2 separate regions of the Sus scrofa genome follow, and region 2 is linked to region 1. Evidence: chromatin contacts called from public HiChIP or PLAC-seq data. All regions are on one chromosome and are shown on one strand. Each heading gives the region's core, a stretch centred on a gene start, on an enhancer-like site or on the middle of the called end of the contact. The rest is flanking DNA. Distances are from core to core; before and after follow the strand shown. Region 1 holds the start of CCDC93 (coiled-coil domain-containing protein 93). Region 2 holds the start of DBI (diazepam binding inhibitor, acyl-CoA binding protein).

The links. HiChIP or PLAC-seq counts read pairs in DNA pulled down with a chosen protein or histone mark.
Region 2: an H3K27ac HiChIP or PLAC-seq map of alveolar macrophages shows a contact between it and region 1. The contact joins the promoter of DBI here to the promoter of CCDC93 in region 1. A contact is called at or near these places in 1 of 5 promoter capture datasets (liver) and 2 of 2 datasets of contacts at active chromatin or transcription factors (alveolar macrophages and skeletal muscle).

What each region holds. Positions count from the first base shown.
Region 1 is chr15:23,591,796-23,595,422 of Sscrofa11.1, forward strand. CCDC93 (coiled-coil domain-containing protein 93) reads right to left here and starts at 1,951. Exons shown (of 24, transcript XM_001927273.5): 1 at 1,740-1,951. The coding sequence starts at 1,781.
Region 2 is chr15:24,893,616-24,897,242 of Sscrofa11.1, forward strand. DBI (diazepam binding inhibitor, acyl-CoA binding protein) reads left to right here and starts at 1,960. Exons shown (of 4, transcript NM_214119.1): 1 at 1,960-2,010; 2 at 3,051-3,168. The coding sequence starts at 2,002. It overlaps C15H2orf76 (UPF0538 protein C2orf76 homolog), which reads right to left and starts at 1,829. Exons shown (of 8, transcript XR_001301352.2): 1 at 1,735-1,829.

The DNA.
Region 1 (3,627 bases), core at 701-3,200:
GCCAGAAAGAAAGACAATTACTGCATGGTACCACTAATAAGTGGAATATTAAAAAAAAGGAAAGAAAAGAAAAAGTCAAACTCATATAAATAGAGAATCTAACAGTGGTTTCCTGAGGCTGAGAGTGGACGACATAGGGAGAGGTCCCTTTTTACAAAAGGGTACAAACTTTCAGTTATAAGATAAATAAGGTCTGAGGATCTAGTGGTAACACTATATTGTATAACTGAAATCCACTGTGTAAAGCTTAATTCCCCCACCCCAAAAGGTCAGTATGTGAGGTGATGGATGTGTCAGTTCAGCGAGGGGAGTCTTTTTACAGTGTATATGTGAAATTATCATATTGTACATTTAAAATATCTACAATTTTATTTGTTAATTATACCTCAGAAAAGCTGAAAAATAAGTTGTAAAACAAGAAAGAAAAATTTAAATCAAATCACCTCAAAGTACAGATTCTATCCTTTACAATCTCTGGTCCCATCAAAGCAACGTGCATATCAGGTTTTACCTAATACAAGGGTTCTAACAAAATTACACTTACTAGGTTTTCCTAAGATAACAACAAAACAGATGTGCATTCTGAGAGCACCCACTGATAGATAAGCCTATCCTTCCAATCACTACCTCTCTAGCTTTTATGTACAGAACAGTGCTTCCTTAATTAGTGGGTACTAGTGACATTTAAGAACTGAGGATATGGGGAGGGGAGCAAAGAAACAAGATTGGCCACTGACTCTGAGAGACCCAGGCCATGCACCAAGTAAAGGAATCCACTCTCCTGGCCAAATGCCTGCCTCAGAACCTTAGCAGGAGGACAGAGGTGCCGTGTGCATTCCATTTCTTGCAAGAATCTAGTAAACTAGACTAGCTCTTGAGTAAATCCACTGGAATAGAAGACAGATGCAAACCACCGAGCTAAGTGACTTTTGCTGCCAAAAGGAAATGCACTTTTCCTGTCTTTCCAGCCAATGTACCTGTGAATCCAGAAACCAAGGATCATACTGTCCCTCAGGATCGAGTACTTAATAATAAACACATCTGGAAGGAAAAGCACCCGTTATCTTTTGGAGAAGCAGTGGCGTTTCCGCCTGGCCACTGAGCACCACCAGCGAGCTCGTGGCCACTCGGGACACCGCGGCACGTTGACCCGCCCGGCCAAAACCCAGTGCGCGCAAGGCTTCCAAACTTCCTCCTGCCGGCCGGGCCGGAGGTGGGGGCAAATACAGAGTGGCATTCTCCCCCGACACCAAGGCGGCGAGTGCTGGCCTCCGGGGCCCCGTGGGCCCCAGGAGGCTGCGGCGGGCGCCACAAGGTCACCGCCCTTTGCACAACCCGAGCCCGGACCGTCCCAGCGCGTGTCTCGTGACTCCTGGGCGCAGCAGACAGGGTTCTCAGCGGAAGCCGTGCGGCGCGGGTAAGGGGGGAGACTGCCCCGGAAAGGGGGAGAGGTGGGACCCCGGGCCCCGCGGCGCCTGGGGCTGAGTCGGGGCAGGTATTGGGCTGGGAAGGCTCCCTCCGTCCCAGGAGACCCGGCACCCGCAGAAGTTTGTCCCCGCCCACACTCACGCTTGGGGGACCTGCTCGGGCCCTAGCTGTGTGTGCCCCGGGCGGTGAACACACCTGAGGAGGGGGGCGGGGCGCCCTAAACGCAGCGGGAACCCCAAGAGCCTGCGGCCCCGCCAGCTCGGCCCACTTTCAAATACCCCGACGTGTCAGGGAAAGGGGAGGTTCCTTACCTCCGGAAGATCCTGGCCCTCCGGCCCCTTGGGCAACCCCATGATCCCGTCGGACCGCCGTGAGGCTGCAGCTAAGCCCACCGAGCGTCCAGAGGAAGCTGTCCTCGGCCCCAAAGCTGCTACCGGGGTGGAGTGCAAAGCGAGAACTTCCTCCGCCGCTACCGCCGCTGCCACCGCCGCCGGCCGGGAGCGCAGCAGCTCGGCGGAGCATGCGCACTGAGGGGGCTGGAGCAAGACGCGACTACGCCTGCGCCAGAGCTGCGGGCGAGGCCCGGGCCCAGGCGGGCTGGGGGAATGTTTTGCAGTGTGGCTCCCTGACGCGTTGTTCTGCGGAACCTTCGGGCCGGGGCTCTGTATTTTCCTCTGAGGTGCTTTGTGAAAGGACTACTTCTCTGTCTTGGGGAAATTTGGCATCCTGGCTCTCCTCTTTGCTTCTCACGGGCATCGGATGCTCCGAGTGGGTTCGGTCCTCTATGCTAGCCGGGCTTCAGCCCCCTTGCTGCCGGGTCAGTGTCCGAGCACTGATGAGCTTGCAGACGCAGACTGGTCCTGGTTTCACTCAGAGTAGGGTTGTCCCCTGATTAATGCTCATTTGGGCAAACTTCATATATGGACCAAGGAACCACGTCCCGGAAAATGGGTTCTTCACACTCGCTGCCTTCCCATTGTCCGAGCCAGAGCATCTTGTTCCCTGGTAAAACGTTGGGATAAATGACCTCCACCCTCACCTCCACCATCCCCAACTTCTGAGGGGAAGATCATCTCTGAGAATTTGGCAATGGTACTGACGTAATTTTAGCTACACCACTTGGGTGAAGCACCCCTTGTCTGCCCCAGGGAATGGCAGAAATGCAAGAATAGTGTCCCTGGTCACAAGCGCCTCGCACCTGCTCCATAATGGCTTCACCAGGCTTTTTTTTTTTTTTTTTTTTTTTTCCCCCCTCGTTGAAGAAAGAGGTGACGTGTGAAAACTTGCTGTAGAAAAGATCCTTCCCTGTGTGTGTGTGTGTGTGTGTGTGTGTGTGTGTGTAAGGTGGGAAGGGCAGAGCGGGAAGAGTCTATGAGCCCGTTGGGATCAAAGAAGTTTTTGTGTGCATGTGTGTGTGTATGTACCTTTCTGCATTCTTAGCAGCTTAAAAAGTTGGTACTCAGTTAATGCTTGTTCTTGAAAAAATGATTTGTGCCTTTTGTACCCTTCCTGGAGTTTATCCTGACAGAACAGAAATTTCTCTTGAACCAGAGTATAACAAGTGGTTGGAAGAGAATGACCATTTCCTTTTAAAATATAGTTAGTAAATATTGCTAATGAAACTGTGTGCCAACCCCCAGTCCCCAACAATTTGATGAATTTGAATATGCTAATTAAGGTATTATGAGAACTCATTTGCCTGTGTTGTGTGACATTTTGTTCTCAGACACTGTGAAGCCAGTGAAACTCAGGTGCTCTCTAATGAGCCCATTCTCATAACTTCCCAAATGTGTTATTTTTGTAATCTTAAAATTGTCCTTTCAGAGTTCCCTGGTGGCTCAGTGGGTTAAGGACCCGGTCTCTAGGGTCACTGCTATGGTGCAAGTTCAATCCCTGGCCTGGGAACTTCTGCCTGCTGCCAGGGGAAAAAAAAAAATCCTGTCTTTCCCTGAGATGGTATAGGATGAAGGGGACTAAAGGAGGATCATTTGTAGCCACTGTTGAATGACCAGACAGGTATCAATGCCTAGGGACAAGTAGCACGCTCCCAGGTAGCAGCAAATAGAGCTGTATTTAAAACAGCCTGGGGAATAGGGCCTGGAGAATAATAGGACTCAAGTAGGCTATCCAAGAATTCCCGGTTGTAAATGCTTTGCAATGCTTGAAACATACATGAGCAGCTATCTTTCCCGGTAAGAA
Region 2 (3,627 bases), core at 710-3,209, 1.3 Mb after region 1:
AAGTTAATTTAAAACACTAACCTTGCTTTCTGCAATAACTAACTTCAGTCCAAACATAATCACACCGACCAACTTTGGAGGAATATAAAGAAAATTATCAGAGGTACCTAACCTTTTCAAATGTGTCAAATACAATAACCTCCTGTTAAAACATACTTACTGCAAGATACATCTGACTGCAAATCTAACCCACACAGGCAATAATGTGAATTTCCATCAAGGAAGCTGTAAGCGCCAAATGACCAACCAAAAGTGAATCCCAGCTTCATCTGGGCCTCAGAGCAAAAAAAAGTTCTGAATTGTCATTTTGGAAGAAACCCACATCTCTTCCAATTCAAAGGTAATTTCACCAAAGTTAATTCCAAGATTTTGGGTTTTTTACTTTTTCTCAAAATTATTCATAGACTAAAGACTCTAGATGTGTTCCCTGCTATTGCATCTCTGCTTTTTCTCATTTTATAAAGCCTGGCCTCCATTAAGTTATTGGAAAGTAACATCTGAAAGCTTCCACCTGGCCTTTCCTTAGTGTAAACCTACTGCTGTAAATTAACGGTGGGAGGCATGGGGGACTTGTAGCTCACTCCTCTTGTCACAAATTGGGAATTGAAGAGGAATGATTTTTTTTTTTTTTAAGATCCCCAGAGAATGAAAATCAATTTCCTTTCACCCAGCTCCTTTGTAACTTGCCAGTAAGTTCTCCCTTTAGTCTCTTAGGCATTACCCTCAAACTTTCCCATCACCTGTGCTGCTTCTTTCTCTCATGGAGAACACCAATCTCCATAAATTTCCAAAGCTGCCCGCTTCAGTCTCGTCTTCTATTCAAAAGCCTCCAACTTCCCATTTCACTCAGAATAAATAGCCAAAGGCCTACAAAGGCCACGTTCTGCACCATCTAGCCAGCCTGCCACATGATTAACTCTCCACTCTCATCTCCTATCTTACCTTCACTCTCTGCTCACACCTTTACACTAATTTTCTGCCTGGAATGCTCCCTCTTATCCTAGAAGGGCTTTCTCAAATGTTACTGTCCCTTAATCCTCCACACCCCCGCACCATGTAAAACTGCAAACTTTCAACTTTCTATCCCGTCTATTTAACTGATTTTATTAACATTATCGCCAGTGTAAGGTCTAGGAATACGGGGATTTTATCTGTTTTATTCACTGCTGAATCCCCAAGGTCTAGAACAGGAATGTTACCAGACAAAAGTTCAACAAGCACTTGAAAATGAAGGAAATATTTATTTACTTAACAAATATTTGCTAAGCACCTATTTTAGGCCAAGTCAAGTAAGATAGTGGCCCTGACTTTAATACATCAAATGCATTACTGCACACAAACAAAAGGGGACCGCAAATTACGGCCACCAGCACGTCACAGAACATGCCAAAAGTTCAAGAGGAAGAGGCCTCGGCTTCACCTTTCTGGGTACCAGTCCAGCTTGCCACTTCTCGCGCGATTCTCCAGGGACGGTCCCAGAGGGTTTCCTCCGGTCCCCAGAGAGAGGAGGGGCCCAGTTGCCCACCCCAATCCTGAGAGGTTGCTAGTCGAGCAGTGCAACTTCCGGCCTCTTCACAACGGGCACAAGACTTAATGAAACAAATTTAAAAGCCTCAGCTATTCGGCTTCCGCTCTCTGCTTTGCCGACCACTCCCCACAATGGCCAAAGACCGAAAGCCCGCTCTATACAGCTGGCCCTCACTACCCCACGCGCCCTACTTCCGCGGTCCCCACCTGCTCCCGGCGTCCCCTTAGGCTCCTCCCTGCTGCGCGTGCGCCAGAAAACATCCAAGGGTTCTGGCGAGGCTAGCTGCGCTCCGAGACTGGGCACGCCCCCAGCGTAGAGCTGGCTCCTGATTGGCTACCTCTCGCTCACCCGAGCGCAGTGGGGAAGGCCTGCGGCTGAGCTTCTAAAGGCGCTGCAGGTGGAGTCCTGTGCTGCCTGCTTCCGGCTCCTCACCGCCTCCGCGAGCTCCCTGGAATCCTTGCAGCCCTGCCGGCATGTCTCAGGTATAACGCGTGCCCCGCCTGGCTGCAAAGCTGTCGCGGGGCGGGAGGCTTAAGAGGGAGCATCCGCAGATATAACCTCTCAAGGTTTTTCCCTTCCGCGCTCTGCCCTTCTTCATGGACCCTTCCTTGCCCAGCCCTGACTCTTTGGACCAAGCCCTGAAAATGGAACTTAAAAGAGTTTTGGACTCCCAACGGCGCTACTCAGCCCACAACTGCTGGAAAGTTGCCCAAGAGAAGGACTTCGCAGTAAAGTAGGAACTGAGATCTGAGGCGAGGGTCCTAAATAGATGGGATCTAATGGGTTACGTGGATTGAAGAGTAAGGGAACCGAGTGCCCCATGCGGAAGGACATGTCAGGAATAAGGAAGCTAGGAGGCTATGGTTGAGAGCCTGGAGGTCAGGGCAATTAGGGGACGAGTGTCTAGCGATAGGCAAGGGGCGGGTCGCGGCCTAAGAAAGGGTGACCTAGAGGCCTTGCTTTCCTTTAACTGCGGATGTTTTTCTGGGAGCTAGCAGTGTGGGCGACCGCTGGCTTCTCTCCCCACTCTCCAGTCCGGGCACTGGGACAGAGGTCGGCGCTGGATGCCCTGCGCCCAGGGGAGGGAGCCATCGGGCTCGGGCCTCAGACACCGCGCGCGCTCAAGCCCATTTCCTTTCTCAGCTGTTTCAAACACGGAGTCCTCAAGTCAGGGCTATCGTGAGATTCCCCCTGTCTGGCCCGGTGGTGGCCAGGCAACTAGTTGGCCACTCTGCTTTTTCTGTGAAGCATATGCCCACTGCAGACGTCCTTAGCCTGCCCACTTCATCTTTGTTTCCAGCACCTGATACCTGGTACAGTGAGAGAGCCCAGTACTTAGTTGTCCTTCAAATGAGTGAACTGATGTGCTTTCCCTCCTGGTTTTTGCTGAACCTCTAGCTGCCCTGTTGAGATAAGGAAAGACTGCTTTTCCTCAGCTGCGCTGCAGGAGGAATGCTGCCTTTCCAACTCCTTTATCCCCATTACCGAGCTCTATTCAGACCTGACCTCTCTCTTGATTTAGGCGGAGTTTGAGAAAGCTGCTGAGGAAGTTAAGAACCTTAAGACCAAACCAGCAGATGATGAGATGCTGTTCATCTACAGCCACTACAAACAAGCGACCGTGGGTGACATAAATACAGGTATGCTGAGATGAGGTTGTAGGGCCCCTAGTCATCAAGGCAGGTTCAGCAGCTTTGGTTGGTGCTGAAACTCTTTAATCTGTGGGAACCTCACTCTCAAACCCACCCAAGGCCCTACTCTTCAGGCAGCCCCTGGGGTTTTAGCTGGGAAGGGTTTCCCACAGACCCTGGATGGGGTTCACAGATCCTGCAATGATCTTAGTTTCTGGGTAGTTCAGATAGCAGAATTCAAATCGTACTTTGGGAAGGACTTTACTGGTTATCACCAGGTATTCCCATCTACCTGGTGAAGCAAAAATCCCAGCTTGGAAGAAACTTGCTCCAAGTTCTCAGCTCAGTGGCAGTTTTGTTGAACCGTACCACGTCCACCCCAGACAGGCAGGATCAGAATCAGAGTGCCAGGCAGCCATGCCAAACCTGGAAACAGAGAAGCAGCTGGCTTCCTGGGACACATCAGAA